Regions from separate parts of the Mus musculus genome. Here regions 2, 3 and 4 are each linked to region 1. A link is a contact called in public promoter capture Hi-C and targeted proximity ligation data. All regions are on one chromosome and are shown on one strand. The core of a region is the stretch at or near the end of the contact, and the rest is flanking DNA. Distances in the headings are between cores, read along the strand shown. Region 1 holds the start of Lratd2 (LRAT domain containing 1). Region 2 holds the start of Tmem65 (transmembrane protein 65). Region 3 holds the start of 4930449C09Rik (RIKEN cDNA 4930449C09 gene). Region 4 has its middle 29 kb from the start of Gm41336.

Evidence for each region. Promoter capture Hi-C pulls out the DNA fragments that hold promoters and counts their contacts.
Region 2: a promoter capture Hi-C map of pre-B cells shows a contact between it and region 1, with 8 times the contacts expected there. A contact is called at or near these places in 2 of 39 promoter capture datasets (the C10 cell line and pre-B cells) and 1 of 484 Hi-C or Micro-C datasets (CD4 T cells).
Region 3: a contact with region 1 is called in a targeted proximity ligation map of pro-B cells, with 7 times the contacts expected there. A contact is called at or near these places in 5 of 39 promoter capture datasets (cranial neural crest, embryonic stem cells, hippocampal neurons and 2 more), 1 of 484 Hi-C or Micro-C datasets (the N1E-115 cell line) and 8 of 130 datasets of targeted methods (the 230-238 cell line, acute myeloid leukemia, embryonic limb bud and 3 more).
Region 4: a targeted proximity ligation map of large pre-B cells shows a contact between it and region 1, with 8 times the contacts expected there. A contact is called at or near these places in 7 of 130 datasets of targeted methods (astrocytes, bone marrow-derived macrophages, embryonic forebrain and 4 more).

The regions. Positions count from the first base shown.
Region 1 is chr15:60,823,315-60,828,251 of GRCm38.p6, reverse strand. It overlaps Lratd2 (LRAT domain containing 1), which reads left to right and starts at 3,172. Exons shown (of 2, transcript NM_001162926.1): 1 at 3,172-3,738; 2 at 4,261-4,937. The coding sequence starts at 4,357. It overlaps 9930014A18Rik (RIKEN cDNA 9930014A18 gene), which reads right to left. Exons shown (of 3, transcript NR_030696.1): 1 at 3,469-4,937; 2 at 890-920; 3 at 1-131.
Region 2 is chr15:58,822,075-58,826,903 of GRCm38.p6, reverse strand. Tmem65 (transmembrane protein 65) reads left to right here and starts at 3,477. Exons shown (of 7, transcript NM_175212.4): 1 at 3,477-4,061. The coding sequence starts at 3,776.
Region 3 is chr15:63,715,314-63,719,863 of GRCm38.p6, reverse strand. 4930449C09Rik (RIKEN cDNA 4930449C09 gene) reads right to left here and starts at 1,516. Exons shown (of 4, transcript NR_166778.1): 1 at 1,404-1,516.
Region 4 is chr15:63,767,645-63,772,321 of GRCm38.p6, reverse strand. No RefSeq gene overlaps it. Among named protein-coding and RNA genes, the nearest start is that of Gm41336, 29 kb to the right of the region's middle.

The DNA of each region.
Region 1 (4,937 bases), core at 1,923-4,422:
CCTTCAGGACAGCTACTCAATCTCGGGGTGTTGTCTTACGTTCCTCACAGTCCTGATCTCAGGCACTTTTATTTGTTCTTCTGCTTATTTATCTCATGTCTCCTCCAGTCAAGTCGTGAAGGCCACAGTAACTGAGACACAATGAGAGGGAAAAAAAAGTGTCACTTCAATATTCATTAAATGTTGTGAAAAAAAAATCAAGAGGTTAAAAAAATAATAAAATAAATGCATAGGCCTGGAAGTAAAACAGATATGTGCTTTTCTGTCTTCCCAGTTTGGAAGAAGACATGGCCTTCTTAAAGCTATGGATCTGAGAGGCCACTCAATGGTAGTAACTCTCAAATTTAGAATATTGTTAACCCAACAGTATGAAATCCCAATGGTAAGCCGTTTGTTATCCATTGCCCAATCCACGGGTTTTGAGATTCATTTTACCTCAGTCTCTTCTATTTCCTGTTCTTATAGAACATGCCAGCGAGTGCTAAAGACTCTATTAGTCTGTGTCCTCAACTGTAACTGAGCTCTTGGAGGACAGGAGTATCTAGCAAGGTATATGCTGGGCTCATAGAATGAACGCATGCTATGATGCTAACTTGTAGAATGAATGCATGCTATGATGGGCACATGTCTAATATGTCTTCTAGGAACAGATTTTGAATGAAGTTCTCTTAAAATTAATAAGTTAAAAATAATAACAAAATCAATTAAAAATAGAAATAAAAGAAAGAATATTAAATATTTGAATTAGCAGTTGACCTGGGGACAGTCCTTGGGAAGTAGCAGCAGGAGGATTGAAAGTCTAGCTACAAAGAATTCAGTGCCAGCCTGGACAACTTAGTGTGACAGTATCTCAAAACATGTGAAAGGGAGAAAACAATAGAAAGCTTACCTATCATGTACAACAGCCCAGGTTCTGTCCTCTGCACCACAAAGAAGAAATACATAAATAGTCAATATATGAATTAGAAAACAGTGGGAAATAGCATATAGTCATGAGCTACATTATACATAATCAAGTGATAAGGTGTGAAATACATGTCTGTTGGATGGAAAGGGGGTTAGCAGAGAGACTCCTAGGGCCAGGAGGGGGACCTCCTTAAGTGAGATGACAGGACAGGAGGGGAAGCAATTGTAGAGCACACCTTTGAAAAGCTGTCACTCAGAGCAGCCTCAGAGCCAGAGCCACCAGCTCCAGCCCTTCAATGCTTACCATCCTAGGTAATGGGACTATTGGGTTTATAGTCTTAGATTTTTTTCTACTAAAACTGGTAAGCTCAACTTTCATTCACTAATTATTTGAGATGAACAAAGCCTTTTTAGAGACATTGTATAACCTCTGACCCAGTGCTCCATGTGGCCAGACGGAGGTTGAGCCCTTGACATTCATTAATTAAAAAAAAAATCTGCACCAGACAATGGCTATCAAAGGTATCACATGCTTACTTGCTGATTGCTTCATAAAACCAGGAAGTCATTTCTCTCTCTCTCTCTCTCTCTCTCTCTCTCTCTCTCTCTCTCTCTGTGTGTGTGTGTGTGTGTGTGTGTGTGTGTGTGTGTGTGTGAGTGATTTTTGGTCTATGGAAAACTTCCCCTCCAGCATCTACTAAACACTTATTAACTGAGTGAGTACTAGATAAGATGATGTGATGTCTGCTCCCTCTGGGACTTTATCATTGGCCAATTGAATAACTGAGCAACTGCTGAGATAATAAGAGAGAGTCAAAGAAGTACTGCTTTCTCAGCCTTTAGGACTTGAACTCAGGGTGTAAGCAGCAGCCTACTGTACAACTGTTCCCTTCCCACAGACTCCACCTCTTCCCAGCCCATCCAGTGTCATACAGGGGCAAACTGGCCCACAGTGTCTGGCAGAAGGTCTCACCACTCAACAGCCAAATTCTATGTGTAACACTCATCTCTGTGCTCACATGGTAGGAGTGATGGCTCCTGGAGCACGTTACTCAAATGTCCAGGAACCACTCTCCTAACCTCATATATCTCCAGCCAATCAGAACATATTGAAATTAAACCTTTAGGATACACACCGACCTCTCGTTTGGTGTAGCTTATACTGTGATCTTAGGCTTGCTGAAGGACTAACTTCCATCAGAGCCTTGACAATATTGATTGTTTTGGCTTAAAGGTACATAAGTAGATTGATTTTTGTTTCTGCTTTCAAACTAAAAAGGATCATAGTAGTGTTAGTATATTCCTGTTTCCACTGGTTGGTATGCACAGAATGAATAAATAATGTTACTTGGAAAAATTCAGTCGATGGAAAACAAGGTGCAGGTCTTGAATTGCACTGTTAACTGGCTAGGGTGCTTCCTAAGATTGTCTATTTCTGTTCTGACCCACTATTTAGAAGAAGGAGGGGAGAGGAGAAGGAGGAGGAAAGAAGAAGGAAGAGGAGGGGGAGGGGGAGAGGAGGGGTAGGAGGGGAGAGGAAGGGGAAGGGGAAGGAGGAGGAGGAGCAGTAGTAGCAGCAGCAACAAAAATCACTTTAGTAGTTTAGGTCTGGGGTAGAGAAATGACCCCAGCAGGGAAGAAAGTGTCCTCTTGAGGAGGTTAATAACCAACAAGGCTGTCACTTCCCTCAGGAGGAAGGAAATATATTCACCAGGAGTCTCTGCTAATTTGTTTTTAATTTAAGGACAATTAAGCAACTCTACACCCCCATCCCATTTCTGCATGCTTTCTCTCACAACTAGAAAAGAAATCTAAAACAAAGAAGGCTGTGAAGTTAATGTTGAGTTTACTTGGAGGGACACCTAACAGTCATTAGGGATTTGAGGAGCTAGTCAACTAAGTCCTGTATTATACTGCTTCCTCTTTCTGAATTATTATTATTATTATTATTTACTATCCAAAATTATTACTTGCTCTGGAAACAGGTTTTAGCTGATGTGTTTCTTGAACTGTTGCAGCACAGACTACTTTAGGTTATAAAAACGTTCTGATAAGAAAAGTCTGTCTCTCTTTCTTTAGATACTCCATCTAAGAAGAAATGGAAGGAGAAGAGGAAGAAAGACCAACATTTCACCACTTGCATTTCTATACTGGCAGGTGGCGTCTTGCTTCCAACTTCTCAGAACCCCAACTCAGCATAACAGAAAGGCAAGGGGGCTCAGGGCGGTAGAGGAAGCCTGCTCCCGTGGGAGGTACACTATTTACCAGCCCGATTTAAACCCGCTACGGAGGGGGCACGGTCCTGGAAGGGCGGAGCAGCCCTAGTGGGCGGGGCGGGGGCGGGGCTCCGAGGGACTAAGCTGGGTACAGGAAAGACCGGAGCTCTCAGAGCCACGTCTGTCTCTTTAAATGCCACGGGCTGCACTCCCGCCCGGGAGCCCCGAGCCGGATCTACAATCCCGTCCCTCCCGCTCCGGCGCTTGTTGCTCGCCTAGCCCGAGCGGGAGCTGCGGCCCCCGGGAAACCCAGCTAGCTCCTTCGGCTTCCCTCCTCGTGCCCCACCTTCCTGGAAATCTGCGTGAGGGGTCGTGCAGCAACGATCGTGAACAGGCATTGCCCCCCATCTTCAAGTCTTGGGGCTCTACACAACCGCGGGGGGCGGCGAGGGAGAAATGCGTCCTTCCCCGAAGCCCAGCTTCGCCTTGGTCTGCGCTGGGAGAGGAGGCACTGCGGAGCCCACACCTGCGAACTCGCCCTAGAAGTCTCGGGTGCGGCAGGGTGCCCCTCCCGGTCCCCTAGGGCTTCTACCTCTCGGGGAGAGAGTCCGCGCAGGTAATCTGAACCCCAGGGCAGGCGCGCGGGGGAGGGGCCGACGAGCCGCAGTGACTTGCGGCAGGTGAGTCTAGTCCGGAGGCTCACCTGCCACCTCCACGCCAAGGTAGCCTAGCAGGTTCTTGGGGGTGCAGACATTGAAGGACGTCAAAGGGCTAGTTAGGATCCGGAGTGGGAGGGGAAGTTAGGAAAGAGAAGGAAATTGGAATAAAGTTTCTATTTCCTTCCCTCCCCCACTCCTGCCCAGGGTTGGCAGGTAGGGCGCGGGCGGAAGCTGTCGGAGCTGCTGATGCAATGGCTTTGGCTGGGTCCAGGTGATAGCTGGAGGAAGGGGAAAGCTGGAGTGGCCATGTCTCCAGTGATCGTGACCTTAGTGGTGTAGAAACGCGAGGAAGCACGTCCCCCAGACTTCTCCTAAAATGGCTCCAGGTGCTCGGGCCCCTACCGGTTCTTTTTCAAGAAACAAACGTCTTTTTCTGGAGTGGCACCTACAAACATCTCCCTCGTCTTCTCTTCCAACAGGTGGCTTTAGCCCCTGCCCGGGCACCAGTGCCAATGACTCTGACGGTGGTTTCGCTTTCTCCTCTTGAAGTCTTGTGAACGAGAGTCCACAGCGTAATGGGCAACCAGGTGGAAAAACTGACCCACCTAAGTTATAAGGAAGTTCCCACGGCCGACCCGACCGGCGTGGATCGAGACGATGGGCCCCGCATCGGAGTCTCTTATATTTTCTCCAATGACGACGAGGATGTGGAACCTCAGCCACCGCCCCAGGGGCTTGATGGCGGAGCTTTGTCCGACTCCGGGGATCGGCCTCCCCTGCCCCCGCCGCAGCCCTACGACCCGCGGCAGCACGAGGTGGAATGCTCGGTGTTTTATCGTGATGAGTGCATCTATCAGAAAAGCTTCGCGCCAGGATCGGCGGCTCTGAGCACCTACACACCGGAGAACTTGCTCAACAAGTGCAGTCCGGGTGACCTGGTGGAGTTTGTATCGCAGGCTCAATACCCGCACTGGGCTGTCTACGTGGGCAATTTCCAGGTGGTGCATTTGCACCGGCTGGAGGTGAGCAACAGCTTCCTGACCGATGCGAGCCAGGGCCGGCGCGGCCGCGTGGTCAACGATCTGTATCGCTACAAGCCACTGAGCCCTAGCGCTGTAGTGCGCAACGCGCTGGCCCACGTGGGCGCCAAGGAGCG
Region 2 (4,829 bases), core at 2,228-4,727, 2.0 Mb after region 1:
TTCAGGCAGTATACATGGCATTACAGTTTGTTTAGAAGAAGAAAAGGGCAGATGTAGGACTGTTCACTGACTCATGGGCTGTAGCCAGTGGATTGTCTGGATGGTCATGGTGTCTGTTCACAGCAGTAAAACCCTAACAAGTTGGTGCCAGGGACTGGGGTATTGCTGTGATAGGCCTGACCATGCTTTTGTTTGAAAGAATGTGGATTTTGGGGCTTTGGAATTGGAAAGCAATGGAATGCTTTAACTGGGGCTTAATGGGTCATGCTAGTAGGAATATGAAAGACTTTGTTGCTGAGAGTGATTTGAATTGTGCAGACCTGGCCCAAGAGGTTTCAGTGGAGAAGAATTTCAGTACACAGCCTGGAGACTGTTATTGTTTTGTTTTGGTGTGGTATTTTGAACATTCAATGCAAGTTTTATAACGGACAACATTTAATTTGGGCTGGATTACAGGTTCAGAGGTTCAGTCTATTATTATTAAGGCAGGAACATGGCAGCATCTAGGCAGGCATGGTGTAGGAGGAGCTGAGAGTTCTACATCTTTATCTGAAGGCCACTAGGAGAAGACTGGCTTTTAGGCAGCTAGGACTACGGTATTAAAGCCCACACCCACAGTGACACACCTACTCCAACAGGGCCACACCCACTACAACAGGGACACACTTTCTACTAGTGTTACTGCCTAGGTTGAGCATATACAAACCATCACAGGTCTTTTTTTTTCTTTTTTAATTTTTTGAGACAGGGTTTCTCTGTGTATCCCAGGCTGTCCTGGAACTCACTCTGTAGACCAGGCTGGCCTCGAACTTAGAAGTCCACGTGCCTCTGCCTCCCAAGTGCTGGGATTAAAGACACGTGCCACCACTTCCTGCCACCATCACAGGTCTTACGTAGCTCACATTGGCCTTGAAGATGCTATGTAGCTAAAGCTGGCTTAGAACTCCTTGATCTTCCTGCCTCTGCCTTCCAAGTGCTGGGATTACAATTGTGCATCACCATGCCCTGCTTAACAATGTACTATTAACACATTTAGGCAATGACTTATAAGTGTATCCATCGGGTTCTGAGAGAAACGGAACCGTGTGTGTGTGTGTGTGTGTGTGTGTGTGTGTGTGTTCCAACAATGGCATCTGTATGCTGCAAAGGTGGAGAACCCAGAAGCCACTCAGTACTGTAGAGGGCACCGGTAATCACAGATAAGCACTGGAGAAAGTAGGAATGTTAATCACACAGCGTTGTCTCCTCAGTGGAGAAAATGTATATGTTTTCCACCAAGAAGGCTGAGAATGTATGTTGTTAATAGCCTGGAGATCTTTGCTATCTATAGGGCTATCCTAGATTCTTTCTCCCTAGACCTCTCTTTGTTTCTCAGTCAATAGAACCCATCCTTAGAGGAGGTGTCATGTGCACTTCATAACCTGGTAACCTTTGTTCTATCTGTATGACCAAAAGCACACCAGATCCTAGGCCCTTAAGCTAAACAGCCCATCTTCATGGTCGAGGTCACATGAACTTTACACATTAGTTTCAGTGTAGCTTTAAGCTTTATTGTGCAGGTGGGATTGGGATAATTGTTACCAAGAAACTTTTCCAAAATTGTACTTTATTTAAATAAGTCTAAAATAAACTGGTCTGGTGTCAGACTCCAGAAGTCTGAATCAGCACCAGCTGACTGCTGGCTGAGCTGAGGCTCTGGTAGTTCATTTCCCTGCTGCTGTAGAGCTTGCAGGACCCTCCCCCCCCCCCCCCCCCCCGCTCCCACAACACACACACACACACTGTACATGAAGCTGGATTTGGCCACAGTCCAAATCTGGTGCTTGGGACTTGGAAGAGTCCTGAAGGGTTTCTGGTTGTCATTCCAGCTCAGAAGGCTGTAGAAGGGAACAGTGGTGTCAGTGGAGGGCAGCAGTAGGAACAAAGGTGGACACGTTCTCTGGTAAGAATTGAAGGCAGTGTAAAGAAGCAATATGGGAATTTCAGAGTTTCGAGGAGTCCTCTTCTTCTCTAGGCCACCCGGCAGAAGGTGCCACCCACTCTAGGGGAGGGTCTCCCCCCCCCCCCCAGTTAGCCTCCCCCCCCCCGTCCCCCCTCCCGTTCACTCTTGAGGACATTAATTTTAACTGAAGGGTTTATAAAAGTACAGCTGATTGGACTCTCCGACATACTTTAAATCATCTCTGGATTACTTATAATAACCAATACAGTGTAGGTGCACGGAAATAGTTGTTACACTGTTCCATTAACGGAATAATGAGAAAGTCTGCAGATACATCTTTTTTTTCCAAGTACTTTTGGTCTGAGGTTCATTGCATTTGCAAGTTCAAAACCACAGCTGTGGGACTGGCTGTGCTGTCTTACGTGCTTATAGCACATTCACTTCATGCAAGGTTCTGAGCTGCAGCAGTGGTTACGATAAGGAGGGGATTTGGATCTTGATTACACTTGAGTAGATTTATCGTCTAAGCAGATTTATTTTTCTAAGATAGGGTGCCTAAGTGTCCTCAGATAGGTTCAGATAAAGCAGTGATCTTCCTTACAAAGAAGGGAACGTTTCATGAAGGAGGTGACATTTGACCCTGGCCTTGCAAATATCTAGGATCTGGGCAAGAGGGATGAGTCTCTCCTCCGCGTGGCACCAAAAGAGGGACATAAATCCCCAGAGACCATTCGATAAAGGTTTATGACATTCTCGCCCTGGCTCCAGAGTTGACAATCTCCAAGTAAACAGCTGTCGGGTCAGGGAAGAGTATTCTCCTCCCCAAATCTTAAGTCTCAGCCTCACACCCTCCTCTTTTTGGGACGGGTTGAGCCGGCCCTGCCGCCTTCCCCAGGGTGCTGCCAGAGAGGGCGTTTCAGCGCCGCACTGTCTGGCCTCGGTGGGCACTCTCTGGCTTGGCGAAGGGTGCGGCTCTTTGTGCTTCATGTCCCGCAGGCCTGGGCTGGGTGCGGTGACCCCACGAGGCTCTTATCCATCCGGCTGCTCCTCCAGGGCCGTCCGAACTCCAGATTTAGGACGGTGCTTCGGAGAGCAGTGCGGGAGCTGCACCACCCCGCCGGGCATCCAGCCCTGAACTCTATTTTGCTGCTCTCTGCCGTGCATTTAACACAGGCGGATGCCGTCTGACGGGGTAAGCACCCCTTCCTTTCCTTGCCACGCAAAGGAGTGGGTGGAGACTCCAGGATGAGCTCCCTCCCAAGCGGCTATGCGCCTGCGTGGCCCCGCCCAGTCCCCGCCCAGTCCCTGCCGCCCCGCCCTCCTATCCCGGGCTCCGCCGCTAGGGGTGGCGGCTGCGGCTCGGGCCTGATTGTCACGGCGCGGTTGCTTTGAGGGCGCAGCAGCCCTACCGAGTGAGGCCGGCGTGAGGCCAGAGGGTGGGAAAGCGGTCGGCGGCGGAGGGCGGCGCCGGAGGAGGGCGGCGCGCGGTGACTCATCCCTCTGGAAGATCAGACACGCTCGCCGAGCTCGCCCGCGCCGCCGCTCCTCATCCGGGAGGCGCCCGCCCGCCCGCACCGCCCGCCCGCTCCGAGCTCCCGGCCCGGCCGCGGCGCAGAAAGTTTTCCCGGGCTCACGGCCTGCGGGAAGCGGAGCGGGCACGGCTGGGAGGCGGTCGCCGCGCGGGCCCGCCGAGTGCATGGTGTCGGGCGCCCGGGCCGCGCGTCAGGAGGACCCGGGGCGGGGCCGGGCTGAGCCCAGCTCCTGAGCCTCTGTCCAGCTGCGCCCCGAAGCCGTCTTCCCTTGGGACCGCTGCGGGGGTCGCGCTCCAGCGCCATGTCCCGGCTGCTGCCGCTGCTGGGGAGCCGGACGGCGCGCAGCCTGAGGCCCGGCCCTGCCGCCGCGCCCCGCCTGCCGTCCTGGTGCTGCTGCGGCCGGGGACTGCTGGCGCTCGGGGTTCCCGGCGGTCCCCGGCTTCTGGGCACACACCCCAAGAAGGAGCCCATGGAGGCGCTGAACACGGCGCAGGGCGCGCGCGACTTCATCTACAGCCTGCACTCCACGGAGAGGAGCTGCTTGCTCAAAGAGCTGCACCGCTTCGAGTCCATTGCCATCGCACAAGGTAAGCGGGTGGGGCCGCCTGGGAAGACCTACTTCTCAGACCCCTGTCGCCTCCCCACACTCTGCCCCGCTCCTGGCACGGCCGAAAGGGGAAACTTTCCACCTTCCGAGTGTCCCCAAGACAGGACACGAGCGGATCGTGCCAGGTAGTTAGGGCCGAGCTTGGCTGGTGCCTCCCTGGCCGTGGAATTTCGGAGCTTCATCCTGAAATGTCAGCTGCCTCTCAGGGTTGTGTTTTGGTTTGTCCTGTGCCTCCTCTCTCCAGCCCTCCATTCCCTAAGCCTTTGGTGTCTTCCTGAGACCGTGTACCCATGCAGGTGGCATGCCCTGCCTGGTCTAAGAAAGTGCCAGGAACTGGGCAGGCAGCCGGAAACTTTCTTGAAGGTGTGTGGATGTCCCCTCCCAAGATGCTCTTGGTTTGTTATATTGCTTCTCACATTTGGTTGTGAAATGGCCCAAGGAAAGATTGTATCGAGCCAGCAACTGAGTGTGTACTGGAAGTCTGGAGATTCAAATTGAACTCCAGAGTTTGTTTCCTTGGAGTTTGAAAGAATGAAGTGAGTTTTTGGGTGGTTGGGGCTAAGAAATCTGTGACTTGAAAATGAAAAGCACACTTCTACTTAAAAATAATTGGGAAAGGATGAAAGGAAAGCTATTTTTAAACAGACACGTTAAGATAGGATATTTTTAAAACAAGTGCGGAATGTGGTAGGTCAGAATTTGAGTGTATGTGAAAAGGCATTGAAAAGATGCAAAGACTACAATGGAT
Region 3 (4,550 bases), core at 267-2,766, 2.9 Mb before region 1:
TTGTTTATTTACTGCTGGGCATGCGACCTACTCTTAGGAGTAGCTTGCTTCCCTTTGGAGAAAACTTATTTTTCATTTGTAACTGCCTACCAATTGGAGGTTGCTTCTGGGTCAGGATGAGGTGTTTGTTAGGATGTGGGATTTGTGCTTTAGCTCTAGGACTCCATCTAGGCCCTGTGCAGGCCCTGCGCATGCTGCCTCAGTCTCTGAGGTCATATGTGTGATCCTGTTGAAGGTCTTGATTTCTTAGTGTTTCTCATTCCCTCTGGCTCTTACATTCTTTCTGCCCCTCTTCTGCAGAAGTCCCTGAGCACTGAGGAGAGGGATTTGACAGAGATACCCTCTTTAGAGCTGAGTGTTCCAGAATCTCTCACTCCATATAATATCTGGCTTGGGTTTTTATATTTGTTCCCATCTAGTGCAGGAGGAAGCTTCTCCAATGTGGACTGAGCAACGTGCTGATCTATGGGTATGGCAGAATGTCAGTTGTAGCCATTTTATTGCTACTGCTTTCTCCTTCCCTTCCCTTCCCCTTCCCCTTTCCCTTCTTCCCTTTCCCCTTCTTCCCCTCCCTCCCTCCCTCCCTCCCTCCCTCCCTCCCTCCCTCCCTTCCTTCCTTCCTCTTAGAAAAGTGATGTTTGGTTTTACCTTAGGTCCCTGGCCTATCTAATCTCAGGTTCTTGGTCACCTAACCAGTGTCCAGTATGGGTTCTCTCTCATGGAGTGTATCAGGACCCATTATCTCTTCTAGGTATCTAGGTTGTTTCCAATTTCTGTTATTATGAATAGAGTAGCAATGAGCAGAGCTGATCAGTGTCTCTGGGATGGGATGAAGCATCCTTTGGGTATATCCCCAAGAATAATGGTATAGCTAGGTCTTGAAGTAAATTGATTCTCATCGTCTTGAGGAACAGCCATGCTGATTTCCATAGTGACTCTACAAGTTTTCACCGATGGATCAGTGTTTCCCTTACCCCACATCCTTGCCAGCATAGCTGACATTTGTCTCCTTGATCTTAGACATCCTGATGGGTGCAAGATGAATTCTTCAAGCCGTTTTGATTTGCATTTTTGGGATGACTAAGGATGTGGACCATTTCTTTAAGTCCTCCTCAGCTGTTTGAGCTCCCTCTTTTGAGAATGCTTTGTTTCGATCTGTACCCTTGATATTTTCCATGTTAGTGGATGATGCATTATTTCTGCTTTGCCAGAGTTGTTCTGAGTTCAGGATAATGGTACATAGGTTATTACAAAGAAGAGATAATGGGTCCTGACAGAGCATGAACCTTGGGAGGAACGTGCATAGAGTAATGCAGAACTTTGAAGGGAGAGAGAGGGAGGAAATGAGGGAGGGAGAAGGAGAGAAAGAACAGGGAGAGAGGCGGGGGTTGTGTGGGACTTACGTTTTTTTTTCCTGTTTATAATAAAGTTGTGAAGTTTTGCATCAGTTACTTCTGAAAATTAAAGCAGTGTCTATAGAGCTCACGGTGGGGGTGGTGGTGGTGGTGGTGGTGGTGGTGGTGGTGGTGGTGGTGGAGGGGGCCGTTGGAGCCGGCGCGCGAGGGGAGGTTAGCAATCCAGGACCCCTTTCACTTCCTGGGGAACGCGGTAGGGATGCTTGGGCGAGAGCTGTAGGTCCAGTCTGGGACAAAGCAGGACAGGTTAAAACTTTCAAGGGCAGTCAGTGGTAAAGAAACTCAGTTGGCTTCACTTCTGTTCCCGGGCCAAGTCTCCGTGAGACACACAGTGTGTCATTGGTGAAGCTTGCCTAGAGTATGAGAGACTTGAGTTATGGGAACTTCTAAGCAGTGAAGCTGGGGCTTCACTGTGCCGCACAGCACAGGGCTGCTTCGGCTTGTTAAAGCTATGCTGTTTATGGCGATCCCTAACAGCTGGCTGCAAACCAGGGTCCTAGGAGAGTCATTTCGGGGAGAATTCCGAAGACCATATTGAAGGGGTGGTGAGAAAACTCCTATTTTTCTCCTTTTTCATGGCACCTTAGTAATAGCGGCCCCTCCCTGAGTGACTTCTGGGAGCCAGGTGGTCTGCTGTGGGTGTTTTCATTTAAATTTCTTCCTAAAGCCTGCCTGGCTTACACTCTTACCTCCTTATTAGGGACACCTGAAGAAGGAAGGATGTTTGCCTCAGGCTCAGGTAGCTTAGAGGCTGACACAGATGGAAAGCTAACCAGAAGGACTGCCTTAGCCTGTTTTGTCTGGAACTTTCTTGGGTTTAAGGCCAACCCCCCTCCCACCCCGGAGCTCCCGGGGACTGGACCACCAACCAAAGAGTACACATGGAGCCACCCATGGCGCTGGCCACCTATGTGGCAGAGGATGGCCTTGTTGGACATCAGTGGGAGGAGAGGCCCTTGGGTCTGAGGGTGTTAGGTGGCCCAGTGTAGGGAAATGCCAGGGCGGGAGGACAGGAGTGGGTGGGTGGGGGAGCGTCCTCATAGAGGCAGGGGCTAGGGGGATGGGATAGGAGATTTCCGAAGAGGAGACCTGGAAAGCGGAAAACATTTGAGATGTAAGTAAAGAAAATATCCACCCCCCCAAAAGTATCGCTTAGAATACCTCTCACAGATAAAGCAGTACTACTCTATGCTGACTGCTCAAAAATGTACATTTCAAGGATTCTAATACACTTTGGTAAGATTTTTTCAGGACCATGCCCCCCTCCCCCACCAAAGACTGGAGTTCCACATCTCTTTGGCCCTTCCTGAGGTGACAACATGTTGGAGCCCCCTCTGAGCTCCAGTCGGACATGACATGTTTCTCTCTCTTCCCGTCCTCAAATGTGTACTCCCTTTTACAGCTCAGAGTCTTCACCCAGCTGTTTCCCAGCTCCCTCAGTTGACTCCTTTCTCCTTAGTTGGTTTTGGTCTTGAAGCAGGCTTCTTACATGTTCGATGCTTCCCTCAGGCACAAAGACCACAGATGACTACACATAGATCTGGAGGCCCTGACTTCGTGTCTAGCTATGCCCCAGGGAAATTCTTTTACTTCCCTAGAGCCTTGGCTTCTTCCTCTGAGAGCAGGATATGTTGGCTATCCAACATTTAGCTTAATTTATGTGCAAGGTGTTAATTAACACAGGTTCTAACCCTGAAAGGGATGGCATGTTGTAGCCACTGTCTCTGTGGGGTGACTCCCTGTGTTCCCTGCTTCCTTTAGGAAAGATGGATGAGTTCCAGGACTGGGGGGGACCCTGGCTTAGTATGAGAGGTTTGGAGTCTGCTGGCCTGGCTACCTGTCGATTGTTAATGTTGGCTTCTTGACTTGTGTTTTTGCAGATTTAGAAACTGAGTTTTTTGGGCTCAGTGGTTAAGAGTGCTGTCTGCTCTTCAATAAGTCCCAAGTTCAGTTTCTAGCGTCCACATGGGGCATCTCACTCCTGCCACCAACTCCATTTCCAGGAGATCCAACAACCTCTTTTGGCCTTTGTAGGTACTTGTACATACATACATGCATGCATACATACATACATACATACACACACACAGTCACACACACAAATACAAATACATCATTTTAAACAATTGAGTTTGGTAGCAGCTGACACGTTTTTGTCTCGCCTGGCTTCACACTTGACAAGGGGTGTGGCATCATGTGTCTTCAGGTTGCCACCTATATTGAGCAGCTGGAAAACTGGGACATAGTATTGTTGGGAAGATTTTTGCAGTCCCGAATGAATCAATGAATGGGGCATAGTGCATGCTAATTAAATGACAGGGTCCTTAGAATTCCAAGCAGAATTGCTTTGTAACAACTTCTAACACAGTTAAGCCGACTTCTAAAGAACCACTGTCAACCTCTCCTACATGGCGCGGCTTGGGGAGAAGCACATAAATGACTGTAGTATATTATGTGGTTCTCATATCTTTCCGTCTCTAATTCTTCTCACTCCAGAGCATCTCCTTGCTTGGTTATTTCCAAATTAACCCTACTCTTATTCTGGATGTTACCACGGACACACCTATTTTACAAGTATAGAAATAGGTCATTTTCCGTGTCCAAACACATCCAGGTTGGCCTGTTCTCATTCTCTACATTGTTTCACCCCATAGCACGGCTAACCTCTCAGTCTCCTGTGATGTTATTTATTTATTTATTTATTTATTTATTTTTTCCTCCCAGGGCTCTTTCGAAGACAGACTGAAGATTCCCCACTGGTGCTTTTTGTTTGTTTGTTTGCTTGTTTTTTAATTTTTATTTATTTTATTTTATTTATTTATTTTTTTCCATTTTTTATTAGGTATTTAGCTCATTTACATTTCCAATGCTATCCCAAAAGTCCCCCATACCCACCCACCCCCACTCCCCTACCCACCCACTTCCCCTTTTTGGCCCTGGCGTTCCCCTGTACTGGGGCATATACAGTTTGCGTGTCCAATGGGCCTCTCTTTCCAGTGATGGCCGACTAGGCCATCTTTTGATACATATGCAGCTAGAGTCAAGAGCTCCGGGGTACTGGTTAGTTCATAATGTTGTTCCACCTATAGGGTTGCAGTCCCTTTAGCTCCTTGGGTACTTTCTCTAGCTCCTCCA
Region 4 (4,677 bases), core at 1,897-4,396, 2.9 Mb before region 1:
ATTGCTAATTGAGGTAGGAGGGCTTATCCCACTGTGGGCAGGGCTACTTCTGAGCAGGTAGTCCTTGGTTGTATAAGAAAGGTAGGTGAGCAAGCCAGGGGCTGGAAGCCAGTGAGCATCATTCCTCCTCGGTCTCTGCTTAGGTTTTTGCCTTCAGACTCTTGCCTTGAATTCCTACCTTGGCTTTCCTGACGACGGACTGTAACCAGTAAGCTAAATAAACCCTCACTTTAGGGTCTCAAAGGCAGACTTGGGGGCTCTGCTTGGTTTCTTTGTTCCTTTTCTCAGTGAAGCTACATGGAACAAATGTTCTTTTTCTGATTTCTACTATTAATTTGCCTCTTTTTAACTGGATTATTGAAGACAGTTCCAAGACCAGATGTGGAGCACCAGTTGTGACCGCAAGTATGACAACACTAGACTGGCTTGGAGGCGATTTAAAGGCAATTTATGGGTATTTAAGATTATATCATTGCGGGTTGATCAATGGAAAGACTGGCAGGATTGTGTGGTGAAATTCCAATTGTCGCCAGCAGATGGCAGCATTGTCCAGCAGCAAGCTGTTTGTGGGCACCCTCCCCTCCCCCACTCTCCCCTTACACCTCTTTCTCTTCCCTCCCTGTTGGGTTAAGGTGGAATGGGAATGGAGAAACTGGGCAAGACAGAGTTGTTCACACTGGTCTCTTTTTCCATCTTCATGTAGGCTCTCCCTCTTAAACACTGCATTACTTGTGTTCGCTCCTTCAAACATTTCTGAAGGGAAAACCTGAGTTATGGGGAACCTGAAACTATTTTCAATATTTTAGAAAATATGACTTGGTGCGATGTTGGCTGCTTATGCTGGAACTATTCCGGGTCATGCGATAAATCAGATTGTCTCATGCTGAGCAAAGATTGCAACTACAAGTCTTCACTGCCTTGCAGTAAGCCAGGAAATACTTCTCAATGAGGTTAGCCAGCCATTAAATCCTTCTACACATCTTAGAACCTTGCTTGATACCTAAGAAAGCATGAATGGTAAAAATGCCAAGACTCAGTATCTTGGTGAGAACACGAAGAGTGTTCAAATACTGAAAAGCTGCCTCCCATGAGTGAGCTGGAAGGACCTGGGTTTGGGAATGGGTTTGAGACAGGTTTTAAATGAGTCAAATTTTCTGAGTTTCAAAATCAGTCTCCCTCTTCTTCTCCCTTTTCCTCTCCCTCGTCCCCTCTCCCTCTGTCTCTGTCTCTCTGTCTGTCTGTCTCTCTCTCAACTCAAGCTCTATGCATGCTAGATCAATGCTTTACCACTGAACTACATCCTAGCCCATTGATCTACTAGATTAAATTAAGTAAGATAAGTAAAAAGGCATAGATAACCCAGCATAGCACCCAGGAGAACCCAGCACAGCACCTAGTGCTGCTGAGGATCACTAAGCACGGACGAACCTGAGGCTTGTTATGAACCTAATGTCAATGCTAACAGGGAGATGCAGAAGCAATGGGTAGAAGACAGACTTGCTTCATTTCTGGGGCATTGAATTTAGTTGAGTGTGTGTTTTGTTAAGGTTAATTTTTTTAAAAGGTATCCTTGGGCAGTTGAACACACTTTAAAGAAATGTCTTTCCCTCAGGAGGGGTGATAAGTGACATTCCTAGCTAGATCCCACTTTACCTGTATGTATGTATGTATCACAGCATACAGAAGGCATACACTATCTGCTAGAAGAACTCTGGGCTTTGCCTTGGCTTGCTACTTGGTTCACTGTTCAGTATGTGAGGATGTGTATGCAACCAGTCCTGAAGCAGACAGTGGAGACACGAGGCCGGGATGAGTGTCTGTCGGAAAGGTCCTGAGGCTGCCTGGTCAGCGTTTGTTTGTGAAGCTGAGTTGGGCTGACAATGTTGCCACAGTGACAATTTCTAAGTGATCCCAAGTAGGATTGTCATGCCTTACCATCTTGTGATTCCTAGTCTGCTGAGAAGCAGGGTCTCTGCCAGCTGTCCTGAGTTTTCAGAGGTTAAGGCCTTGAGTTCCTTTAGCTGTAGCTCTGAGAGACTAGGACAGAGACTAAGAGACACAGCAGGATGGCCGGCTTCTTCCTTAGCCTCTCCCTGTCTTTCTGTCTACCCGGGAACCTGTCTAATTTCTACCTGCTTCAGTAAGGAGGAGGGTAGTGGGAATTCTAGTAGGAATTCTCCAGCCTGTCTAATATTCCCGTTGATGACGGCCTAATGAGTTGTACTTTCTTTGTGTGAGAAACAAGTATATACAGATATCCGTAAAGATTTAAGCTAGTTGTTCCCAGTGTTAATTGAACACACCAGGTCAGGTGAACAAGAAGACAGAACCTTTGTTCTTAAGGGGTTCACTCATAAACTAACTTGTCTCCAAAAAAGAAGAAGGATGTCTTTACTGTCTTAATTGCTATGTGACAAGGCACGAAGAACACAGTGGCTTAAGATTACAAGCATTTGATTCATCTTCTTTCTTTTTCTTAATGTGGGCCAGGAATTTGAGAGTGGATCTGCTGGGTGGTTTTAGCTTGGGGTTTTCTAGGTAAATGTCATCAGATGCTGACAGAGACTAAAGTCAACTGAAGATTTTTTTCACTGAGGCAGAAATGGTGTTCCAGAGATGATTCTCCGGGGTGGGGGGAATATCGATCCGTTATGATTAAGCCACATTTGTTGATGGGTTAGGAGCAGGTTATGGAGGCATCTCTCACATAAGTTTCATCTCTTAAAAAGATGGAGGTACCAAGGAATTTGTCAACATACTTTAAAAATCACCATCTAGGTCTATGCCCACGTTTTCATATGTCTCTAAAAGCTATGTGCCCACATGTTAAGTCATTCAATTAATATTTACTGAGCACCTAATATCTGTTAAGAGGCTCAACATTGTAAAAAAAAAAAAACTACCCCTCTATTTTCTTTCCTGGGACTCTGGAAATCAGGAATAATGAGGATCAAAGAGACTTGAAGTTTATGTAGAAATCAACAGACCTAAGTAGTGAGGTTTTCTCAAGTAAGAAATAGACTATCAAACCAAGTAAAGCTGCAATCCAACCAGTTGCAAATTAACAGTGCAATTGTGCCTGTTTCCAGTGTGTTCTCGGTCTCTCTTTATTTGGGAGATCCTTCTGTGGTTGTAATGGTTGCCTAGCTACCAGAGCTGTGCTTCCCCTTCACTCTGGGAGTATTTGAGCAGAGTAGCTCAATAGCATTAACATTCCTGGGGTTTCCCAAGCAGCAGACAAACTGCTGGGTGCTGAGCCCTGATGCCTACCTAGCAGTGCCGAGGATGGATGTCAAGGTGGGAAGGTTCTGGGGAAAACAGACTGTGGGAACGGATGTGCGCAGAAGCAAGTCTTTCCCCCCTCGAGAGCAAAGAATGACATGTTCCCTATCCGAGGAAGGATAGCAGCTATTTAAAATGTCGTTGGTGCTTGCTTCAGCAGACCTTGTGCTGAAATCAAAGTAGCATAGAGAGATAACACATGAGAACACGCCACACGTTCAGATTAGAAGATCTGCATTTTAAGACCTGGACACGGGCAGTACTCAGTTCACAACGTTCCCTGAAACATCCACAGGCTCAGAAAAAGAAAATACGATTCAGATGATTTTTAAAATGATTTTTTTTGAAGAAATTAAATCTGACAAAAGTCTCTTAGGCATGTGTAGTATGCAAGACTCCAGACTAAAAGCCCTGCTGAAATGGAAGAAAAAAAACAACAACAACAAAAAAAAGCTAGTGTTTGACATCTGTCACTTGCCCAGCAATAAATACGAAAGGGACAATTTGTCAGTCTAGGCACTGGGAACACAGACATAAATAAAATAGATGCATTTCAGGTCTCCAGGTATAACAGCTTAGAAAAGCTCGGCAAGAAAGGAGACAAATTCATGTAGCTGTCAGACTTTAATAGGTGAGGTGACGATCTTGATAGCTACCTGGGAACCTCAGAACTGCCCAAAGCCATCCTTCTTGAAATTTTGTTGGGCATCTCCACACTGGGTGGTACCTATAGAGCAGACTTGCTACATCATACCAGCGCAAGGTGCCCACCTGATTCCTGGAGAGAAACTGAGGCTCTATTGTTCTTCTCCTTGCCATTCTGATTATTTCATAAAAACTCAGTCTCTTTCTGCTTCCTTCTTCCTCTTGTTGTGAAAAAGCTGTGTTTACTTGAGTTGAAAATTCATGATTTCCTGAGCGTAGAAGGGAATAAAATGGCCAAAGGTGCTGATAGGACATACAGTGGAGTGAAATTGCAACTAATAACCATAGCAGAAGCACGCTGGACAGATAGACCATTTTATCTTGTTTCCTTTTTGCCCATCAGATGTCTCTCTTGGTTTGGAGTGGAAGCACTTCAGTTTTATCCATTGTGATTTGGATGGGTGCAGGTCTTATCTAACCCGCAACAAGGGTAGGGTCAATGGACTAGATATGATCAATAGGAGAACACAACATACATTGTTCTGAAACCATGACTGCCACTAATGGAATGTTTGCGGAATTATGGAACCACAGACACGGCACATTTTTAAACAGTGAGGTTGCTTGCTGGTTGCTAAAATATAACCCCAAACTGTATTGACCTTTGTAGAAGAAAATTATGGTTGAGGGTAAGGTCAACGTAAGGGATTTGGTAATGATGAAACCTTGGACCCAGTCTTACCCGAAGCC